Regions from separate parts of the Mus musculus genome. Here region 1 is linked to region 2. A link is a contact called in public HiChIP or PLAC-seq data. All regions are on one chromosome and are shown on one strand. Each heading gives the region's core, a stretch centred on a gene start, on an enhancer-like site or on the middle of the called end of the contact. The rest is flanking DNA. Distances are from core to core; before and after follow the strand shown.

Region 1 (4,613 bases), core at 357-2,856, 320 kb after region 2:
TGCAGACAGCCTGGGTGGGTGGTGGCGGTGCCAGGCCTCGCTGGCACACAGTTCCCTGACCTTCTTCTTTCTTTGTGTCCCAACCTTTGCTGTACGTGGAGCAGGAGATCATCAACTTTAACTGCCGAAAGCTGGTGGCATCCATGCCACTGTTTGCCAACGCAGATCCCAACTTTGTGACATCCATGCTGACCAAGTTGCGTTTCGAGGTCTTCCAGCCTGGGGATTACATCATCCGCGAAGGCACCATCGGCAAGAAGATGTACTTTATCCAGCACGGCGTGGTCAGCGTGCTCACTAAGGGCAACAAAGAGACCAAGCTGGCTGATGGCTCCTATTTTGGAGGTGAGACAGCCAGGGGGCCCCAGGAGAACATGGGTGACTGGGAGCTAAGCTAGAGGGATACCCTAAGATCAGAAGCTTGGAGGGACCCTTTATAGCCACAGCCTGGGCATCTGTGAGGCCAGTATAGGGGTGTCTGTCTGTGCAGTCTGCTTTAGTAGAGTACTTAAGACTGGTGGCTTATAAACCATAGAAACTGGATTCTTAGCTCTGGAGGCTGGGAGTCACAGGCCAGGGTGCAAGTGTGGTAGGTTCCATTGAGGGTTCTCTTAGTGGTAGACTGTTGTGGTTTTGTTGTCTCAGATGGCAGGAAGAGCACTTGTGTTGTTTCCTTAGCTTCTTCTATTATATTTGCGTGTATGCCTGAGCCTGCATATACCCAACCATACCTACCTATTCCCACATACCACCATGCCCGTGTAGAGGTTAGGGCACAACTTGGGCAGTCAAGTCTCTCCTACCATGTGGGTCCTGGGTATCCAACTCACGTTATCAGACTTGGCCCGGAAGTGCCATACTGCTGAGCCATCTGACTTGCCCCTTCTCTAGCCTCTTCTATAAAGGTATGAATCACCTCCCAAAGCCCCACCTCTAAGTTCCAGATCACCTTGAGACCAGGGGTTGGCCCCAGAGAGAGAAACAACTAGACACCCAGTTGATAGGGGTGCTGCTGGTACCCAGTATGACTACAACCTATCAGGCAGCCTAGTGAGTTCATTGTACCAACTACCAGTGGAGACTAAGGTCAGAATCACGCAGCTCTGGGAGGCCTGGAAATTTCCTGTCGGATTGACCCTGAGCCCTGCTGTGCTCACAGAGATCTGCTTGCTGACCCGGGGTCGGCGCACAGCCAGCGTCAGAGCGGATACTTATTGCCGCCTCTACTCACTGAGCGTGGACAACTTCAATGAGGTGCTGGAGGAGTATCCCATGATGCGGAGGGCCTTCGAGACGGTTGCGCTGGACCGCCTGGACCGCATAGGTGAGGAGCAGGATGTGCAGGCGGGAGGGCAGGGCGGCAAGCATGCAGACTCCAAGTCTCCTTTCCTGGGCGTGGCCTGAGTGTCTGGCTCTTGTTCTATGGCTCAGGCAAGAAGAACTCCATCCTCCTCCACAAGGTGCAGCACGACCTCAACTCAGGCGTCTTCAACTACCAAGAGAACGAGATCATCCAGCAGATCGTGCGGCATGACCGTGAGATGGCCCACTGTGCTCACCGCGTCCAGGCTGCCGCCTCAGCCACCCCAACCCCCACGCCTGTTATATGGACCCCGCTGATCCAGGCGCCACTGCAGGCTGCTGCTGCTACTACTTCGGTGGCCATAGCCCTCACACACCACCCCCGCCTGCCCGCCGCCATCTTCCGGCCCCCTCCCGGACCTGGGCTGGGCAACCTTGGGGCTGGACAGACACCGAGGCACCCAAGGAGGCTGCAGTCCTTGATCCCTTCAGCTCTGGGCTCTGCTTCACCCGCCAGCAGCCCCTCACAGGTGGACACACCGTCTTCATCCTCCTTCCACATCCAACAGCTGGCTGGATTCTCTGCACCTCCTGGATTGAGCCCTCTCCTGCCCTCCTCTAGCTCTTCCCCACCTCCAGGAGCCTGCGGTTCCCCACCAGCCCCCACACCCTCCACCTCCACTGCCGCCGCCGCCTCCACCACTGGGTTCGGCCACTTTCACAAGGCGCTGGGTGGCTCCCTGTCATCCTCTGACTCCCCGCTGCTCACCCCACTGCAACCAGGCGCTCGCTCTCCACAGGCTGCCCAGCCACCACCCCCACTGCCTGGGGCCCGAGGAGGTCTGGGACTCCTGGAGCACTTCTTGCCGCCCCCACCCTCCTCCAGGTCACCATCATCCAGCCCTGGGCAGCTGGGCCAGCCTCCTGGAGAGTTGTCCCTAGGTCTGGCAGCTGGTCCATCAAGTACACCAGAGACACCCCCACGGCCTGAGCGACCATCCTTCATGGCAGGGGCCTCTGGAGGGGCTTCTCCTGTAGCCTTTACCCCCCGAGGAGGCCTCAGTCCTCCGGGCCACAGCCCGGGGCCCCCAAGAACTTTCCCGAGTGCCCCACCCCGGGCCTCTGGCTCCCATGGTTCCCTGCTCCTGCCACCTGCATCCAGCCCTCCACCTCCCCAGGTCCCACAGCGCAGGGGCACACCACCCCTCACCCCTGGCCGCCTCACACAGGACCTGAAGCTCATCTCAGCCTCTCAGCCAGCCCTCCCCCAGGATGGGGCACAGACTCTCCGCAGGGCCTCGCCTCACTCCTCAGGGGAGTCGGTGGCTGCCTTCTCACTCTACCCCAGAGCTGGGGGTGGCAGTGGGAGTAGTGGGGGCCTTGGGCCTCCTGGAAGGCCATATGGTGCCATCCCAGGCCAACATGTCACTTTGCCTCGGAAGACATCCTCAGGTTCTTTGCCACCCCCACTTTCTTTGTTTGGGGCAAGAGCCGCCTCTTCTGGAGGGCCCCCTCTGACTACTGCTGCACCCCAGAGGGAACCTGGCGCTAGGTCTGAGCCAGTACGCTCCAAACTGCCGTCTAATTTATGAGCTGGGCCCTCCCTCCCTCTTCTTTTTCTTGCTCCTTTCTTCCTTCAGGTTTAACTGTGATTAGGAGATATACCAACAACAATAATAACCATAAAAAAACATACCCCAGAAAAACAAAAAGACAGCAGAAAATAACCAGGTATTCTTAGAGCTATAGATTTTTGGTCACTTGCTTTTATAGACTATTTTAATACTCAGCACTAGAGGGAGAGAGGGAGGGAGGGAGGGAGGGGGGAGCAGACAAGGCCCAAAGGCAACAGCCAAAGGAAGACAGGCGGGGTCTCTGGGGACAGGGCAGGGGTGGGGTGACCCGTGTTTGGGTCCTAGCATAGACCTGTCATTGTATTGTTCTGTAGAGCAAGAGCTACCTACCATCAATCAGTTCCTTGGCTGTGAACTTGGAGCCCACTCTGCTGGGGGCTGCCCTGGAGTGTGTTCCCAGGAGCCTCCTGCGCCCAAGTTCCTTGGGACACACAGGGCCCTTGAGGGCCTTGCTTTTTTTTTTTCTACTGTAAACGTAGCAAGATATGTATATGAATATGTATATGTATGTAAGATGTGTCTATGTATAGCTATGTAGTGCTCTGTAGAGCCGTGTAGATATCAGCTTCCATGTGTGCACATTCGTGTGCAGTCTAGTTTAATCCCATGTTGCCAGGACACCCAGGTCACCTTACATCCAGCAATCTGCTGTGGCCCGCAGGCTGGGCACTGCAGGCTCTGGGGGAAGTTCTCTCTCCCAGCCCTCAGGGAAGGGGACCCCTGGAACCTTGCAGCAGACCCTCTTTCCCCATCTCTGGGCTGCAACCCAGTTCTAGCCCAACCTCTAGTCCCATGGAAGGGGAAGACTCCAGGCCGAGCCTTTCACCTCCCAGGGCTTCAAGCACACCTGTCACCTCTGTGGCCCGAAGTTTCTCCAGCTGTACAACGGGAGGGGAGGGGAACGTCTATTTATTGAGTCTGTTCTGTGCCAAGCACTGGTTATACATACTCACAGACTGGGGGGTGAGGATTATGGTTTCTCCCATTTCACAGGTGAGGAAACTGAGGGTTGATTAGAATCACATAACCAGGAGTGGCAGAGCTGGTCTGGTCTGAGCTGCAAATCAACCTCCCTAAGGTTAAAGCCTGTATTCCTCCCATCAGAAAACTGTGTTTGGTACAGCCCTAGCTTTTGGTCCCTAGGCAAAGTACAGGAGGAAGAGATGGGAGCTTGGTAGCAGTCAGACTTCAGTTCAAATCCCAGTTCTGCCACTTCTTAGCTGTGTGGCCTTGGGCAAGTTATCTGACCTTTCTGTTCCCTCATTAGTAAAATAAGAACTATGGAACTGCCTCACAATGACCAGTGAGAACCAGATAAGAAAAAGATGTGAAACGCCCAGCCCAGTGCCTGGCACACAGCATAGTAGGTGCTCAATAAATCATGTTTCTTCACCACCCCCCCCCCTCATAAACTTAGCCCATTGCTCCAGTGAACTATGATGAGAGCCCAGGGGATTTTAGCTGAGGGCTCCAAGACTTAAAACTCTCAGGACTCAGGAGGTGGCTGGGCCTCCATCATGGCTGGAGGAAGGTGCGTGGCCAGTGGTGGGCTTGAGTCAGGCCTTGGGATATGGGAAGTGTGGGTAAAGAAAGGAATTAGAGGAGAGAGTGCATAGGAGAGGTTACTGCAGTGATGTTGAGATGTGGGGCAGGGCCTCTGGGGGAGACATAGAGGAT
Region 2 (4,396 bases), core at 1,343-3,842:
CATCAGCAGCCACAGTGGAGAACCCAGGCAGCGGGACCCGGCAGCCTGCATCCAGGAATTGTGGTAAGTCTTGGCAGTAGCTATGCTTTGCACAGACATGGGGTGGGAGCAGGGGGGTGGAGCACTGCTGCTCTGGAGTCTGAAGCAGAAGAAGCCAGGGCAGGAGCAGAGGCCACAGCTGAGGTGGGTGACTAGGTCAGTCTAGAGCCCATGTGAAACCCTCACATGGAAATGTCTAAGATGTCTAAGGTGCTCCTGCAGCAGTGAGCAGGGCAGAGCAGCAGAAATACCCAAGGGACTCCACCCTCCCTGAAGAACTGCAGGCAACTAATGGTCGCTAGGGGGAAGGAAACATGGTCACTTGATAAAGTGCCCAAGCTCCTATAACTGACCCCTCACTGTGCCATAGTGTCACAAAATATATAGAGACATTAAGATGGGAGAAGGACACCAACTGGTAAAAGAGTCTACTCTGAATGCCTGGTGACCTGAGTTCTAGCCCCAGAACCAATGGTGGAAGGAGAGCACCAATTCCTGAAAGTTGTCCTCTGACCTTCACACACATACACGCGCACGCACGCACGCGCGCACACACACACTCTAAGGTTTTAGAGTAATGAAAATCGGAGGAGACTAGTTGGGCAGAGGAAGGGGATCAGATGGAATGACAGGGGACATGAAATGGTGTTGGGGTGAGCATGATCAGAATGTATGTATATATTATATATTATATTTCATATATATATGAAATATAATCTATTTGATATGTAATTAATAGAAGCTAATAAAAAACTGAAATACTCAAAGGTAAGGTTCACCCTGACACGGAGCCTAAAGCAGGGTGAGACTGCCTTCATCCTCCTGGCCAAGGACACAGTTAGTGGGGCTCAGACCTACATTTCCAGTGTTTGCTCTAGAAAGCCCTCTCTCTCCAGAGATGCCTGGCACAGGCCACTCAACATCACTAACTCCCTTCAGGTGGAGGGAGACCAGGCAGAGGACTGAGCACTGAAATCCCAGAATGCTGTACAAGGCAGAGCTGCCCGCAGCCAAATGCAGGCCAAGGGCTCCAAGGTAAGCCAGCTCTGCTCTAATGGAAACAGGAGGCCAGCCGGTGGGGAGGAGAGAAACTGGGCTAAGAGGCCAATGCTAGATTCAGATCCTGGCTCCTCTGCTCGCTGCAGAATGCCGCAAAAGGATCCAAAGGCTCCTCAGATGGAGTTTAGAGAAGCTGGGAACCCGCCAAACTTCAGGCAAACCACTGCCTTTAGCACTTGTCAGTTTTCAAAGTGGGGCCCGGCCCCCAAATCCTTTGGAGCCACTGTGCTGGTCTGTGGTCTTGGGAGAGAGTCCCTTTTCCCTGAGCCTCCATCTCGTCTGAATTGTGCTTGACGACAACAGCCCAAATGAAATCCCTTTCAGTCAATGCTATCTACTGAGGTAATGTTCTCTGAAGCAGGGCAACTGTTCTTTCCACATACAAACCCTTGCTTCACAGCAAGCATACTACAGACATCCCAGCCCACTTGGTACAGGTTGATCATGAGTCCTCTGTCCTTCCTGATAACCTCCACACATCTGTCCATCTTACATCTCACTCCAGACTCCTTGGTCTTTCTTATAAAAACAAAAACAACAACAACAACAAAAAAAAAAACAGACCTGTTGTTGTTGTTGTTGTTGTTTTTTAAAAAAGAATGTTCATGCGTGTGTGTGTGTGTGTGTGTGTGTGTGCACGCACACGTGCGTGTGTTCACACATGTGTGTGAGGGTATCCACAGAGGCCAGCAAAGAGCATCTGATCCCTTGGAGTTGGAATTATAGATGTTTGCAAGCCACGTGATATATGTGTGCTTGGATGTAAACTCTGTGGTCTTCAATGATAGAGCATCAAGGCTTTTTAGTCACTAAGGCATCTCTCCAACCCAGTGAAACACGGCTTTCCTACGATGTTCTCTGTAAGATCAAGGTGGTACCTCAGAATATGAGAGAGCTGAGGAAGGGACTCCCTTAGAGGCTGCATAGACTGGCTCTCTACAGCGAAGGTAGGTTCAGTCTTGGGGAGGTCTAGGTGACACCTTAAAAAAGCAAGAGTTAGGAATAAGACTTACTCCTGGGAGATAAGCATGAATGCTGGCCACTGGCTGAGTTCATCAGGAGAGAAACCCACACAAGGTCCAGCACGCTCAGCAGGAGAGGTGAGCCGCAATGAGCCTAAGGTCTACACAGACACTGGCAACCCTTGGAAGTAGAAAGCTGGGTGGGCTGAGGGTGCCAGGCAGAAGTTATGGGATGAGAAAAGATAAGGACCAGTGACAGACACCCTGATCTCAGAGACAGAGAGGACCCTGGGAAAGCTCACACAGCCCAGAGGGAGGCACTGGGAAGCTAGACCCAGCACACAGATCTACTAAAGGACTGAACAGAGACATGTCAAGGCCAAACACAGAGAGTGACTGTCCACCTTGGCATGAAGGTGAGCCTGAACCCTCTTTAGATCCCCAAGCACTGAAGGTGCCTACTTGAACTAGTGCTGACCTGGAAACCAGAGATTTAAGAGACTCCTCCAGTGTGAGTCTCAATCTAGCATTTGACCACATGAGGGCAGTAGAGACAACTCTGACTAGTGCAATGGTAGCACTCTAGTCTGCAGGGAGAAGTGCTTTCCTTCTTGGCCCAGTTGAGTGAGATGCACCTTCAAGGCTCCTGGGGTTTCACAGTTGGACAATAGACTTTTTTTTTCCACACCAAAGACGTGCCCATTGGAAAACACATCCTCACTCAGCAGGTCTCTGAGCAAGCCTGTGTCTGCCCCAGAATCCCACCTACCCTCTAGATTCCAGGAAAGTACTTTGTGGTCCAAGTAAGAGGCACAAGTACCATGGAAAGCAAATGTGACAAAAGATTTATCAGCTCAAGAAAACAAGTCCCTTAAAGACTCCTCACTGGGGAGGCTTTGGAATATCTGAAATCTATATGACCACCAGTACTTTTACATTGATATTCCAGTTAGGGCCTAGAGGAGAGGTAGCTGCTCCCTCAGCTCTTCCTCAGCTCACAGGCTCCCCTTACCTGTGATGGTGACTGAGCCGTGAGCATCTTGCTGCAACACCGGGTTGCGTACCAGGCAGCTGTAGGTGCCGTTAGCACCCAGCACCACCCTCAGCACGCTGTGAACATCGAACAAGCCCCGCTCGTTGGCCATCTGGGATGTGGTCACATTGCCAGTCAAGGGCACTCCCTGTCCATCCTTCCAGAACACCTCGGCCTCCGGATAGCCCTGGTAGCTAGAGCACGTGATGGTCACCATGTTCCCTGGACGTAGGTCCTTGTTGGGCTCCAGGGTCATGCTGGGCTTCGAGTAGGGGGCTGGAGGGTGGCAGAGGGCAGAGAGCGATGACAGTCAGCACAGGGGAATCCAATGGAGGAAGGACACAAGAGGCTGAGGGTCAGGAGCCAGCTCTGGGGCTTTCTTTGATGGTGGTATGAGCAGTGGGACAGGGGACGGGCTGCATGCAGGGGACAAGGAGTGGGGAATGCTCCCGCCTGTGACTCAGCTGCCACCTGCAGGCTGGCAGCAGCATTGCGAAAGTTCCGGATGCCCACAAAGCAGGGGAAGCTGCCCTCATCAGCTACATCCATGCACGGAACCCTCAAGAACACACTGCCCTGTGCCAGCGGGGAAGAATGCTGTGCTGCTGGGATAGGCCTGCCCTGGACCCAGCCCCCAGGGAAGCTGCACACCAACTATTTGGTGTCTGAGTTGCCAGATGAGATTAAAATGGGCCAGGCTGAAGCCAGGCTCGAGGGTGGGGGTGGGGTGGGGTTAGAGGGGGAGAGCAGCATAGGGTGGTGTCACTGCCCATCAGGGATACCCCAGGGTCTTCAGACCTGGACCTCCATGCCTCCTGAGTCAGAATCACAGAGACCAAGCATTAAGGAGGAATAGGACCTCTGCAGCCGTTCCACAGCCTCTTCCTCCATCAAAACCCAGGACTTCTTCCCTCTCATTCTCTCGAGACAGATTGAGTCTCATATCTGATTTTTCATAGCAGGCTGCTCTTGACTGACAAGAGCCATCTCTGGGATCCAGACTTGGGGTGATAGGATCATCGAGAGTCCCGCAAGAGCAAACCCCTTCCCCGCAGAACTCCTTTCCCTCTCCTGTGCGTGACCTGCTGACCCAGATGCAGCTCCATCCTTCCAGGAGGTCTCTACGGCCTTGGAGTCTGGGGAGTCAAGAAGGCCTTCGATCAGTGGCTCCTCGCTACCTGGAGAGCCCTCCCCCACCATCCTATCACAATCAAGCATCTCACTTGTTGGGAGACTGGAGATAAGGAACTAACTTCCTTTAACTTCAAGTGTGACTGATAAACGCTATAACCCTTTAAATTAC

Evidence for each region. HiChIP or PLAC-seq counts read pairs in DNA pulled down with a chosen protein or histone mark.
Region 1: an H3K27ac HiChIP or PLAC-seq map of differentiating embryonic stem cells shows a contact between it and region 2, with 4 times the contacts expected there. The contact joins two enhancer-like sites. A contact is called at or near these places in 11 of 484 Hi-C or Micro-C datasets (Sertoli cells, brain, brown adipocytes and 4 more), 13 of 115 datasets of contacts at active chromatin or transcription factors (SST interneurons, T-cell acute lymphoblastic leukemia, cardiomyocytes and 10 more) and 1 of 9 other capture datasets (embryonic stem cells).

The regions. Positions count from the first base shown.
Region 1 is chr9:58,857,870-58,862,482 of GRCm38.p6, forward strand. It overlaps Hcn4 (hyperpolarization-activated, cyclic nucleotide-gated K+ 4), which reads left to right. Exons shown (of 8, transcript NM_001081192.3): 6 at 105-345; 7 at 1,160-1,324; 8 at 1,432-4,613. The coding sequence ends at 2,894. Among named protein-coding and RNA genes, the nearest start is that of Hcn4, 37 kb to the left of the region's middle. Within about 2 kb of position 1,607, at least 10 of the 459 cell types and tissues checked have an H3K27ac peak or open chromatin away from gene starts, as enhancers often do.
Region 2 is chr9:58,532,384-58,536,779 of GRCm38.p6, forward strand. Cd276 (CD276 antigen) reads right to left here. Exons shown (of 8, transcript NM_133983.4): 4 at 3,073-3,369. Gm51678 (a long non-coding RNA gene) reads left to right here. Exons shown (of 2, transcript XR_003948170.1): 2 at 1-1,632. Among named protein-coding and RNA genes, the nearest start is that of Gm51678, 8.2 kb to the left of the region's middle. Within about 2 kb of position 2,593, at least 18 of the 459 cell types and tissues checked have an H3K27ac peak or open chromatin away from gene starts, as enhancers often do.